Linked DNA regions of Gossypium hirsutum: region 2 is linked to region 1. Evidence: chromatin contacts called from public Hi-C data. All regions are on one chromosome and are shown on one strand. Each heading gives the region's core, a stretch centred on a gene start, on an enhancer-like site or on the middle of the called end of the contact. The rest is flanking DNA. Distances are from core to core; before and after follow the strand shown.

Region 1 (6,274 bases), core at 3,566-6,065:
CATTTAAGTTATTTAATCATTTCCCATAATTTTACATTTGTTACAATTTAATCCTTTTTATTCAATTAACTATCGAAACTTTAAAATTTCTTAACGAAACTTTAATACTAACTTATTAACACTCCATAAATATTTATAAAAATATTTATGGCTCGTTTTAAAATTTTCAAACTCTCGATATCTAATTTCCGATACTAATTTTTAAAATTTTTATTTTTAGTACACTATTCGCTATTTCAAAAATTTTCCTAACTTCACACTTAACTTATATTCACTAAATTATTAATATTTTCTACTCATTTGTCAGATTTAGTGATCTCAAATCACTATTCCGACACCACTAAAAATTTAGGCTATTACAACATATGTATTTATACTTATCACACACTTGTCACATAAGGCTTATTTGCTAATTTAGTCCCTTCAATTTTCTTTATTCTATAATTAAACTTTTACCCTATATTCAATCTAGTCCTTTCACTAAATTAGCCTTAATTCAAGTTAATTCACTTAACCAAACTCTAATAAACTACACTACTGACTTAGTAAATATTTCTAATAAATATTTACGAATTCATTTTGAGGAAATAATGACCCGAAAATTTAAATTTTCGATACCCGTAAATTTTGGGTCGTTACATAACATACATAATTTCTCATAAATAAGTACATTATTCAACTGATCAATCCTTTTTTCATCATATCACATTTCAATTATGAACTTTAACTTTTCATTTGTATAATAACAGACATAAGCATATACATCAATCATAATCTTAGGCTTGACATAGGCCTAATCACCATCATCAATACACAAGTTAATGCATTTATGTATATAACTTATTTGGGGTCAACCAGATGATAAACTATTTTATAAGAAATTACACCTTTTGAATCTTACCACCTTTTCATGAACATAAGCATATTTCTATTTAACCAATTACCATTTCAAGTATATCTAATATTAAACATGTATAATGCAACAAAAAACTTAGCACAAACCTAAGCATTATCCACAATCTCAACTGATGAATTCATTTATGTTCAGATCAATATTCAATAAATAATAAATCTTTCAAATTCATTAAACAAATTACCTTACTGAGATTTTTCATACGAAGAACGGCTTACGGGTAAGAGTACATCGTCAACAGAAGCTCATAAGAGTTGGTCCTCCCGAACACGCCAACAGAAGCTCAATATAGCTGAACAGAAGCTCGTAAGAGTTGAACAGAAGCTCGTAAGGGCTGATCCACCCAAATCACGCAAAACAGAAAGTATAATGCGAGAGTTTGCAACTTACTTGGGTAATATGCCGATATCTCCCTCCAATACCATCTCCACTCCAAACCCCCATAATACACCAAAACACGAATGTGCTCTAATCTCGCATTCAATCCAAATCGAGAATCAAGATTAATAATATATAAAAATTTACTATTCATTATCCAAAATTAAAAATAAATATATAAATTTTTCAATGATAATCTACTCAATAATTCATTTTGATATTAAATTCTAAACTGTACAAACTTACCTGTCTAAATTGTAGAAATTTCAAAGTACAAGGCATTTTGATAATTTTTCATTCTCGATTTTCCACTCGACCTTAATCTAAATTAATAATTTCATTCAATCTATTAATTTAGAAAATAAAACAATTTATTTTATGGAAATTAGTTTTTAAATTTTTACAAAATTGCCCCTAATATTTTACTTTTATTCAATTTAGTCCCTAAGCCTAAAACATGCAAATTAACCATTTTTAACGCAAAGTCATGCTAGCCGAATATTCATGAAATTCATTACAGCCCATTTTTGCAATAATTTCACAACAATCCCTTGTATTTTTTTACTATTTCAACAATTTAGTCCCTAATAAAAAATTCATCAAAAATCCCTTAATAAAATATTTTTAAATACCAACTAACATTTCAAATTCATAATTTAACATAAAAAATCACTAGATTCATTAATGGAAACATACAAAATCTTTAATAGTTTCAAAATCAAGGTACGGGTTAACTGGACCTAATTGCAACGATCTCAAAACATAAAAATTAAAAAAAGGAGGAAAAATTTACTTACCAAATCATTAAACCAAAGTTGGCCAAATATTAATCCCTAACTATAGTTTCATTCTTCATCAATTTCGGTGGAAAAAAAAAGGTTAAAGAAGATGCCACGTTTTATTTGTTTTACTTTTATTTTAATTATTAAATTATTAATTTAACCTTTGTTATGATATTACAATCCACTCATTTAATGTACAACTTTGTCCATTATTTTTAATAATGTTCTAATTTCCAACTAAGTCCATTTTTCTTATTCAATAAACCATTTAGTCACTCAAATCAAATACTAATTAAATTTTACATCTTTTACGATTTAGTCCTTTTTAATTAATTAACTATCGAAACGTTAAAAATTTTCAATGAAACTTTAATACCACCTTAATGACACTCTGTAAATATTCATAAAAATATTTACAGCTCGGTTTATAGAAATGAGGTCCCGATACCTCACTTTCTAAAACCATTTAATATTAAGGTCTTACCACTTGAACCTAATAAATCATTATAAAACATAAATTACCAAATCAAAAACCTTTTTAAAACCATATTTGACTTGTAAATATTAGATAATAATATTTACGAACTTACTCGCTGGATTTGGTGGTCTTAAAATCACTGTTTCCTACACCACTGAAAAATAAACTGTTATATGTGACGCCCTAAATTTATCTTCTAATAATAATTTCCTAATATGAAAGTCAGGAAACTCAAAAATAATAAGTTTAACATCATTAATCGAGCCTGATTTAGAAAACCAATATGCTACCATATAACCCTCTCTTGGAACAAATTGGAACTTAACTTAATGTCATCATCTACTAAGGTCATTAATCCTTCATATAAGGGTCATCGAAAGAGTATCCACAAAACTTTTCAGTATCATCTCAACAACATCCATGCAGTCACTTTCAACAATAATCTTACTATAATTCCTTAATCGAGTCACTTTTAGTCCGCTTAAAATAGCCCATAACTCAGACTTAAGGGTAGAGCCCCTCTCAATACATTTCTTGAAACCTTCCATCTAGTTCCCCGCCGAGTCTTGCACCATTCCACCAACCATCAACCAATGTCCATTCACGTTTGAAGACCCATCAGCATTGATCTTAACCCTTTTAGGACTCATCGGACACCATCTTACCCTCACACCTTGAATCACTCCCAATGTCCTTGAATTCATTTTTGACTCGCGGATATTAGAAACAACGCAACCTACCCTACAAACAATCTCTTCAGGCCTATTTTCTATTTGCTGAAATATAAAATTATTCCTATTTTTCCACGACAACCAACACAAGACAACAAACATTTTCTCATAAGCATCATTACCACCAAAATCACCGGTGAAAATGATTACTACCCAATTCAAAAGATTTAAACTAAATAAGTGAGACAAAGAATTTGGGGTACCACTATTTCCCATACCTTAGCTGCAACAGTTTGTGTTATTTATTAACTAGACAATAACTTAATATTAGTATGAGGGTATTATCATCTATACAATGAAATTAAATCGAAAAAACCCACATGAAAGAACTTAAGTGTAATTCAATATTGACCTATATTTTTATAAATATAATTTTTACATTAATTTTTTCCACATATAATTGTAGGTCAGCTATAATTTAGTAACAATTATGCTAATAACTTTTTTTTTATATAGAAATCAGTGGCTGCTCCTTTATGTATTTTCTCAACTCTTTTGCATCACAAATCTATTTTTTATATTTGTTGGGATGAAATTGAACCTAAACAACATTAAAGGTGTGTTTACTGTTATTTAAAAAAAACATTTTTTTAATTTATTTCAAATTTGTAGTATTAGATTTTTGAATTTGTAATATGATTAAGTATCTAAAATATAATTTCTACATTCAAATTACTTAAAAACATGTTTTATATATGAAAATATTAATATTGAGTTATAATAAATTATTTTATATTTTTATTGAAATATCATAATAATAATAAAATATAAATACATTTTTTTTACTTTATAACATAATATTTAAAATATGATATTATAAATTTTCTCTATATTGATAAATTTCCCTAAATAATGACAAACAAATTTATTATTATTACTTTTTTGGAGTTAGTTGGAGAAATGACAATGAAAATTTATCCCTTTGCATGCAAAACCCTGACAATATCTATGATGTAGAATGGATACAAGAAACGACCAAAAAGTCTCATTGTCATCTTCTTAAATGATAATCCTCATCACATCTAAAAGAAGATCCTTCTATATTAAAAAAACAGCAAGTATTGATTTTTACTTGGGTAAATTATCTCTAAATATAAGATTTTATTATGGAGTTAATACCTATTTTAATCTTACTTTTTTAAAAATGTAATTGGTAAAAGAGAAAACAACAACAGTCACCTGTCAATCACTCTTTCTTAGTAACCAACTCTTCTTTTTCGTATTTGGCATCTCGAGGAGTAACTGTTAAATTATAATACCATTCTTTGGTCATCTTTTCTTTCAATTGGTTGCTTTGTTAATGAAAATTTATAAAAGTAACATGTGGCAATACATGAGATTAAACTATTACTACAAGTATAAACCTAAAATTAGAATATTATCAAATTAGAGAAGGTAGCTTAGCAGCAGCAATAGCTGCTGCAATTTATAACCAAAAAGAAAGACAAAGGGCATTGATTTCATGGCGGGGGGTCCACATGCGAGATCATGTGCTAGCAATCATGTGGACACTTTCACAGGATCCTAACGTTACAACTCTTCCCCCATGGTGTTGAGCATGATGCTTTGTACAAAACCAAACCCCTCTCCTCACACACATTGGTCACTTTTTGTGTATTTGTGAACTGCAACTGTCTGTCACCCTCTCTTTCTCTCTCCTACAGCAAAATTCTACATTTTTTTTCTCTCTCTCTTCCTCTTATGAATGATGACCGATGACTGGTGACTGACAATATGTATTGGCCTTTCACTGATTCATCATAATCCTTCATACTGTTGTTCTTTTCCCTACTAAACCAACATCTTATAGTTGTTTCTATCTTTAGAGAATCTAGACCTGCTTTCTTCTTCTTCTCTATCTTTTTCCTATCAGATCATGTAAAGCTTAGTAAAGTTATAGCTGAGTTTTCCCTTTAAAAATTTTGTAATACAAACCAAAAAGATTCTTTTTTTTCTTTGAAAAATGGCTTTGAGTAAGTTCTTGGGTCTGTTTCATATCAACATTGCTCTGCTTTCCAGCTCCTATTTTCTTGCAGATCCGTTTGTCTTCTATGATTTTGAGGTCTCTTACATCACTGCTTCACCTTTGGGTGTCCCTCAACAGGTATGCTCTTTTTAGTACTTCTTTTTCTTCTGTTTGTACATTTATTGCTGCTATCAACTTCATCTTGTAACTATTTTCTCTACCTTTTTTTTTTCATGTGGTTCTGCTGAACTTTCATGACTCAGAAAGTGATTGCTTTTATATTACTTAAAGTTTCAATTTTTAACTTCAGATCTACAATAAAATGTAGCTCTTTTTTACTTGCTCGGTGTTTGGGATTTAAGTGAGCTTTGGAGTAATGTTGTTTGAGCTATTTGAGTTCTATAATGGTTTCTGAATCTGCATTACTTTGTAGGTTTTTGCTAGAAATAACAAGTTTCCTAGCCCAACTATCAATTCAACTACTAACAACAACGTCGTCATCAATGTTCGAAAAAAATTGGACGAAAGTTTACTCCTACATTGGTGGGATCTTTACTTTGCCATAATCTTTGTTAAGTAAAACCAAAGTGCAAACATAGATAGAGTAACTGACTGTTTGGTTTTCAGGTTTGGGATTCAACAGAGGCGTAGTTCATGGCAAGATGGGTTACCAGGCACGGCAAGATGGGTTACCAGGCACTAATTGTCCTATTCCTCCAAAGTGGAACTGGATTTACCAGTTTCAAGTTAATGACCAAATTGGGAGTTTCTTCTACTTCCCATCACTGTACTTCCAGCGTGCGGCTAGTGGTTTTGGAGGCTTTATCATAAACAATAGAGATATTATCCCTATTCCTTTTGGCTTCCCTAATGGAGACATTACAATTTTGATTGGTGATTGGTACACTCGCAACCACACAGTTAGAACTTTGTTGAGTTACAGGATTTATGGCCATGTTTTACTTTTCAGGGTAGTATATATAATGTGTTCAATAATGAAACCTTCCTTTTGATTCTAGGCTTTGA
Region 2 (6,382 bases), core at 2,250-4,749, 34 kb before region 1:
AGTTTATGTTTACAACTTTAGGGGTGAATGTTCTAGTTTTTATGTACAAAAATGAGATCTTTATACTTGGAGAGTGAGAAGCCTCAATTCACTTGTTATATTGTGAAATAAAAAATAGTGGAATTACTTGCCAAGCCTGGCTTCGTACACGTAGGAAAGTTGAGTTACGTAAATAATCCTTTGTGTTCATTGTTTACTTTATTTTACTTGTTCATTGTAGTGGTTATCAAAGTGATCACGACAGTTAGACACTTCCATTTCAACATTTGGTTTCTAAGTGACTAGCAAATGTCTATGGCCCATCCCATTTTAATATAAGTTTATTGTTCATGTGATGTGAAGTGTTAACGGATCTTCTCATAATATAAATTAAGTCCTTAAGTTGAAAAAATTGTGTCTTCACTTTCTTGACACTCGAATATAATTATTTTTGTCACCTTATAAAAAAAATTAATACCATTAATGTTTGAGAAGGTAAAGATTAAATTGAAAAAAAACTTATATACTAAGTTAAGAAAATAAAATTCAATTATATTATGCTTTTTAACTTATTTCATATGCATAGAGATTTCAATCTTTTAATATATATTATTTTATTAGACAATTTGACATTCAATTTAGTTCATATAACGAAGTTGTTGTTTTTTTTTTAATCAATTGTTCAATTGAAGTTGTGACATGATAATTTTCGGGGGAATCAATAATAATCACTAAATTAAACCATAGGCATTTAAATCGGACATGTGTTGGTGGATGTATAGTGGAAAATAATTTTAAAGGCTTAAATCATATGATGGAGAAATATAACTGGAAATACCATGCGACCTTCATTTGCCTACCAATCAAAAGAGTTCATGTATTAATAGCCAAAATCCTTAGGAGCCCACCCCAGTCTCCACCTCAACCTTCACCAACCATATTCTGCATTATATGGTATAATTATTGTAGCAAAATCATGTACGTTTTGAACTATACACTGTTCCTGATTGGTCCACATTTTTCATTTTGACGACAAAAAATCGGTGATCTAAAATTTTTCAATTTAATTAAAAGTTTAAACAATAATTCCCCCCCCCCCCAAAAAAAAAATGCATGTGGAAACATGCAGGACAGGCAAGACATTAAAACAAAAGAGGAACATGCAATATGAGGTTACCTTTTTTTTTTTTGGGGGGGGGGGTGGGTAGGTATAGTTGTATTGTTTGCTTTTGTTTTGAGTGTGTTTAGGACATTAATTGATATATATTTTTTATAATAATTATAACAATTGATATTTTTTTACGTGTCAAAAATTAGATGAGGATAATGATAATTACATGAATTTAACTTACAACTTTTAAAGGTACCCAAAAATGGACCACATAAATATATTACTATCGAAAAATCCTAAGAAATTAAAATTTCCCAAATTAAAATTTTGTTTTGCCATTGGTGACACCAATTTTTAATTTCAATATATATATTTTTAAATTTTATCTTGTTATTAATTTTAATCCTTATAATTGTGATTTGATTTTGTCCATATTTTTTTTTGTGAATTTTATTTTGTCAACTCTATTTTTTTAAAAAGTATTTACAATTTTAATTTTAATTTTTAGTCATGTTTTGACATATATATGAGATTCATCAATATAATGATGTCACTAGATCTATTAAGAATTGTTCTCAAAGGACTTTATAATGATAAATCGTAGCAATGGTGACAAAACTGAGATAATGAGGAGGAGGATAAGCTATTTGAGACTTAACCTTTTATGCGTCACTATGCAACGAGTCTCTTAAGGCTTTTGCCATTTTTTTGTTGATTGATTGGTGTTTCTCGTTAGGTTCATTGATTTGATGATGACGAGGTTAGGTTGCAAATCAATGTCTTAATTAAATTGATACATCTTTGATTTGCTTAGAATTTATTTTAATGTTGCAATTATTATTAGTTTGTCCTTCAAATTTTTTGAGTAGACATGACATTTATGCATTAATTTGTAATAATTTATTTATCGTAATATGTCTTTGTGTTATTATTATTCATAATTTCTAATAATAATAATAATATATTTAAAAAAAAACATTAACAGCTGTTGTTTAAATTGTCGTGGGGAAGTAAGTTTTAAAATGTAGTTTAAGCTGTTCATTAATTTGAATGTAACATTGAAAATAGACAAAAGGGAGCAGAATAATCAATTATCTTTTGCATGTGGATAGGAGCTCCACATGATCCAATAATTTATGTGTTGCCATTAATTGGTTTTCTTTAAAAAGAAAAAAAAAACTGGTGGCTGTGGATGGACCATTTCTTTTCAAACCCTAATCAGCACTTACTCATTCATCCTGGTTTTTAACTGAATAATTGCCGGACCTACGTGCACTCAAGTTTTTTCTTGTAATAAAAGCTAAACATATACCTAACAAATACTCACAGTCTTCTCCTTCAGTTGTATTCCTCTTTCTTTGACTGCCTATTCTTTACTGATAAATCACTGCTAAAATTTAATTTCTTTTCGCAAGTTTTATAGAAATAAAATGAAGTGTTAAATGAGCCTTGCTGTCATTATTAAGTAGCCAGATAAAAAGTTCCATAAAAATCATTGTTTTCTACATAATTAATATACTTCCATAACTGCGAATAAGCAATTATTTGTATAAAGCCAATATTTTGTAATTTTCCCACCCCCACCAAACCCGCTGCTAATATACAACTAAAACTAAATGTATGGTCTGTGAAAGCAAATGATACACCTCTTACCCTCTGAATACAACATACACGAGACTTGTCCAACTTCTGTCTTGTCTGCGGTTATTCAATGGATAACATGATTGAAACCCCTATGCTTTTTTTTTTTTTACTGTAATAACAGCTAATACATGTGGCAGTGGCAGTGGCACTTCCCTAGTTTACCACAAATCAAGTAGAATGTGTATGACAAATTATTTTGTTATGCTTTTAGATTTCATTGCAAGTGTTAGATCTAAAATTTCATTTCAAATAAACTAGGTTTAGTTTACTCTATGTATTAAATTTTATCGTCTCGAAGTCGTTAAAGCAATTTAAGAGACTTTTTTTGGTGACTTAAATTCTGTTTTAATTAAAAAATTCATCAGCTTTTAAAAAGGATAAAATATAGGAATATCTTAATATATCTCTCGAAAAAATAATTTAATTATAGATAGTCTTGTTAAATTGGTGTGAGATAAAAAATCAGGTTTAAACCTATATGAAAACTCTCCTTTAAAAAAAGCTAGTTTCATTTAGTATTATGAACTTTATTTTTTTTTAAAAGAATTCATATTAATTTTTGTTTCTTTGCATATAAGAGGGTAACTTTATAATATTTTAATTAAATTATTGTTTAATTTATTCATGATATTAACTTAATTAAAATTTTAATATAAATATAAATAAAATAATATTTTAATAATATCTCAACCCAGTTGTTCTCTAATTAACTTCCTGAAAAATAAAAATAAAAGGTATAATGTAAGTACAGATATAGATGAGGTAAAATTAGTGTTGGTTTTGGTCACTTTCTTTGCCCCCGTCAAATGTCAATCCTGGAAACCGCCCAACTTATTGGCCAAGCGAAGCACAGCCCTTATATAATAGTCAGACGCCAACTCTTCAAACATACTCAGCCATCGCTCATCTCTTTCTAACTCACATTTTTTCCATCTCCATTTTTTAACCAAGTTATCCACAATGGTGGATACAAGACCATTCCTTCCGGTTTCTAGCCATGCCGGCTCCGATCCAACGGGGCCTTCGGAAAATCGCCGGAAACCCATGAAATTGCAGCTTTCAATCTTTTTTGTGTTGTTGACGGTCGGATTTTTTGCGGCTTTGTTGACAAGTAACAATGGATCAGATAATGGTTTCGTCAAAGAAAACGAACATGGCTCATTGGCTTCGCCCTCCTCCGAGAAACAGTTGCGGCCGGTGTCACGTGGGCCGGCAGTCGGAGTGTCAGAGAAATCGAACAGGCTTTTTGCCAAAGATAACGAGAATCAGCTGGCGTATCCATGGAATAATAGCATGCTGTCATGGCAAAGAACAGCTTTTCACTTTCAACCTGAAAAGAATTGGATGAATGGTAAGAGAAAAAAGAGGTTCCTTTTCCCACTTCCTTTGAAATTATTTAAAAAGTTCCCCTACTTTTTTAATATTATACTAGATAAAAAAGTTTATTAATAATTTCCACTGTAATTCAATCATATTATCAATGGTCGAAAGCTGAAAAGATGTGGGAGAAGAACATGAAATACATACTTAGTTGAATCTTAACAATTTTTTTTTCTTTATAAAAACACCATGAAAATGAAGTAGCACATACTTGATGATTAATTTCGGGTGGATTCAAATTTCCAACAGTTCCTTATTTCATGGAAGAAAATGACGAGTGATTAGATCTGGGTTTTTCTTTTTCTTCTTACATATGTTGTTTTTTTATTATTGTTACATATCTCTGACATTTTGGGTTTTTTTTGTTTGTTTGGCTGGGTGCTTGTTCATACGTTATTGCTCTGACATGGGAATCTGGTTCGTTCTGCTTCAGATCCTAATGGTAAGGCCCTGTATAATTTTGTATACCCAAGCCTGTATAAAAGTGAAACCTTTACGACCTCTTATTTTTTTGAGGTTAAAAAGGAAGAGGGTTTTTTTTTTGGGGGGGGGGGGGAGGGGGCAAGACGCAATCCACAAAACGACTTTTTGCCCCCCTTGATTAACTGCAGTATCTGATTGAATAGACAACTAATTGAAAACTAAATATTCCCTAATTAGAATTAGATTCCATAATATACTCAATAATTCCTAGTTTGTTAAAAAGTTGGAGCCCACCATTGCTATTAATTTTATATTTTTTCATCTATTACATTCATTATTATTTAACCATACACTGTTATGAAAGTACATATCATTGAAATTTTATTCAATTATTTTTAAAATAGAACTGATTAAATTAAATTAGACATTATTTTTTTTCCCTCTTTTAACGTAGACAGCTCGTGAAATGAGGAAAATTGATTGTTTTGGTATTTTCTTTCATTCATTTGTCAAATCCAACCTGAAATTTCTAGCATTATGAACTTGGGCTGTAAATCTGTAACGTGCACATGATTAACTGTTCAATTATAGCTTTTTTTTTTTAAATAAAGAAAGAGCACGTGACTGACTGGCTTAAAAGTTGCTATTAAAATGATAGAAAAGTAAGAACTTGAATGTTTGTAAAAGCTCGATAGGCATAATTGGCAGGGCAGAAAACCGAGGTTGCTTGTCCACATATTACAGCATAGGCATAATTGGCTTTTGACAACTAAGATTCATGTATTTGAATGCATGAACAACGAAAATGTAATGGTAATTACTTCTATATGATTTGAAGTAATTTCATGGCAATCAGTTCCATAAAAAATGTCAGAATTCTTTTTTTAAACGACATGTTTTGTTTATGATTGGCTGAATTTGGGCTGTTAATCGTTACAGGTCCATTGTTCTACAAGGGATGGTATCATTTCTTCTACCAGTACAATCCCCATGCTGCTGTGTGGGGTGACATAGTTTGGGGTCATGCGGTATCCAAGGACTTGATCCATTGGCTTCACCTCCCACTGGCAATGGTTGCTGACCAGTGGTACGATAAAAATGGCGTCTGGACCGGTTCCGCCACGATCCTCCCTGACGGCAAAGTTGTTATGCTATATACTGGATCCACCACCGAGAATGTTCAAGTTCAAAACCTTGCTTATCCTGCTGACCACTCTGACCCTCTTCTTATCAACTGGGTCAAGTATTCTGGGAACCCTGTTTTAGTTCCTCCTCCGGGCATCCTTGACAAGGATTTCCGCGACCCTACTACCGCCTGGTTGACCTCCGAAGGGAAATGGCGCATTACCATAGGGTCCAAGATCAATAAAACCGGCATAGCTTTGGTGTATGATACTAAGGACTTCATAAACTATGAGTTATTAGATGGGATACTTCATGCTGTGCCCGGAACTGGCATGTGGGAGTGTGTGGACTTCTTCCCTGTTTCAAAAACGGAGGAAAATGGCTTGGACACTTCGGTTAATGGACCGAGTGTGAAGCATGTCGTGAAGGCAAGCCTGGATGATGACAGACATGATTACTATTCTATTGGGACTTATCATGAGAAGAATGGTACATGGATTCCTGATGAACCTAAGATTGATGTTGGCATTGGACTAAGGTATGATTATGGTATATACTATGCTGCCAAGACTTTCTACGATCAGAACAAAAACAGAAGAGTTTTGTGGGGATGGATTGGAGAATCCGATAGCGAAGCTGCTGATATGCAGAAAGGATGGGCATCTGTTCAGGTATCCACCATAAGCATAAACTAGAAAACCGCATTTCTTCAGTTCCTTC

Evidence for each region. Hi-C and Micro-C count contacts between places; a contact is called where the count stands out from the background.
Region 2: a contact with region 1 is called in a Hi-C map of leaf, with 2.6 times the contacts expected there. The contact joins the promoter of LOC121211139 here to the enhancer-like site in region 1. A contact is called at or near these places in 4 of 34 Hi-C or Micro-C datasets (callus and leaf).

What each region holds. Positions count from the first base shown.
Region 1 is chrA12:103,758,777-103,765,050 of Gossypium_hirsutum_v2.1, reverse strand. It overlaps the pseudogene LOC121203525. Among protein-coding and RNA genes, the nearest start is that of LOC121211651, 18 kb to the left of the region's middle. Within about 2 kb of position 4,815, at least 4 of the 9 cell types and tissues checked have an H3K27ac peak or open chromatin away from gene starts, as enhancers often do. A contact at or near this core is called in leaf, where this site is marked.
Region 2 is chrA12:103,790,861-103,797,242 of Gossypium_hirsutum_v2.1, reverse strand. LOC121211139 (acid beta-fructofuranosidase) reads left to right here and starts at 3,499. Exons shown (of 7, transcript XM_041083494.1): 1 at 3,499-4,085; 2 at 4,548-4,556; 3 at 5,477-6,333. The coding sequence starts at 3,695.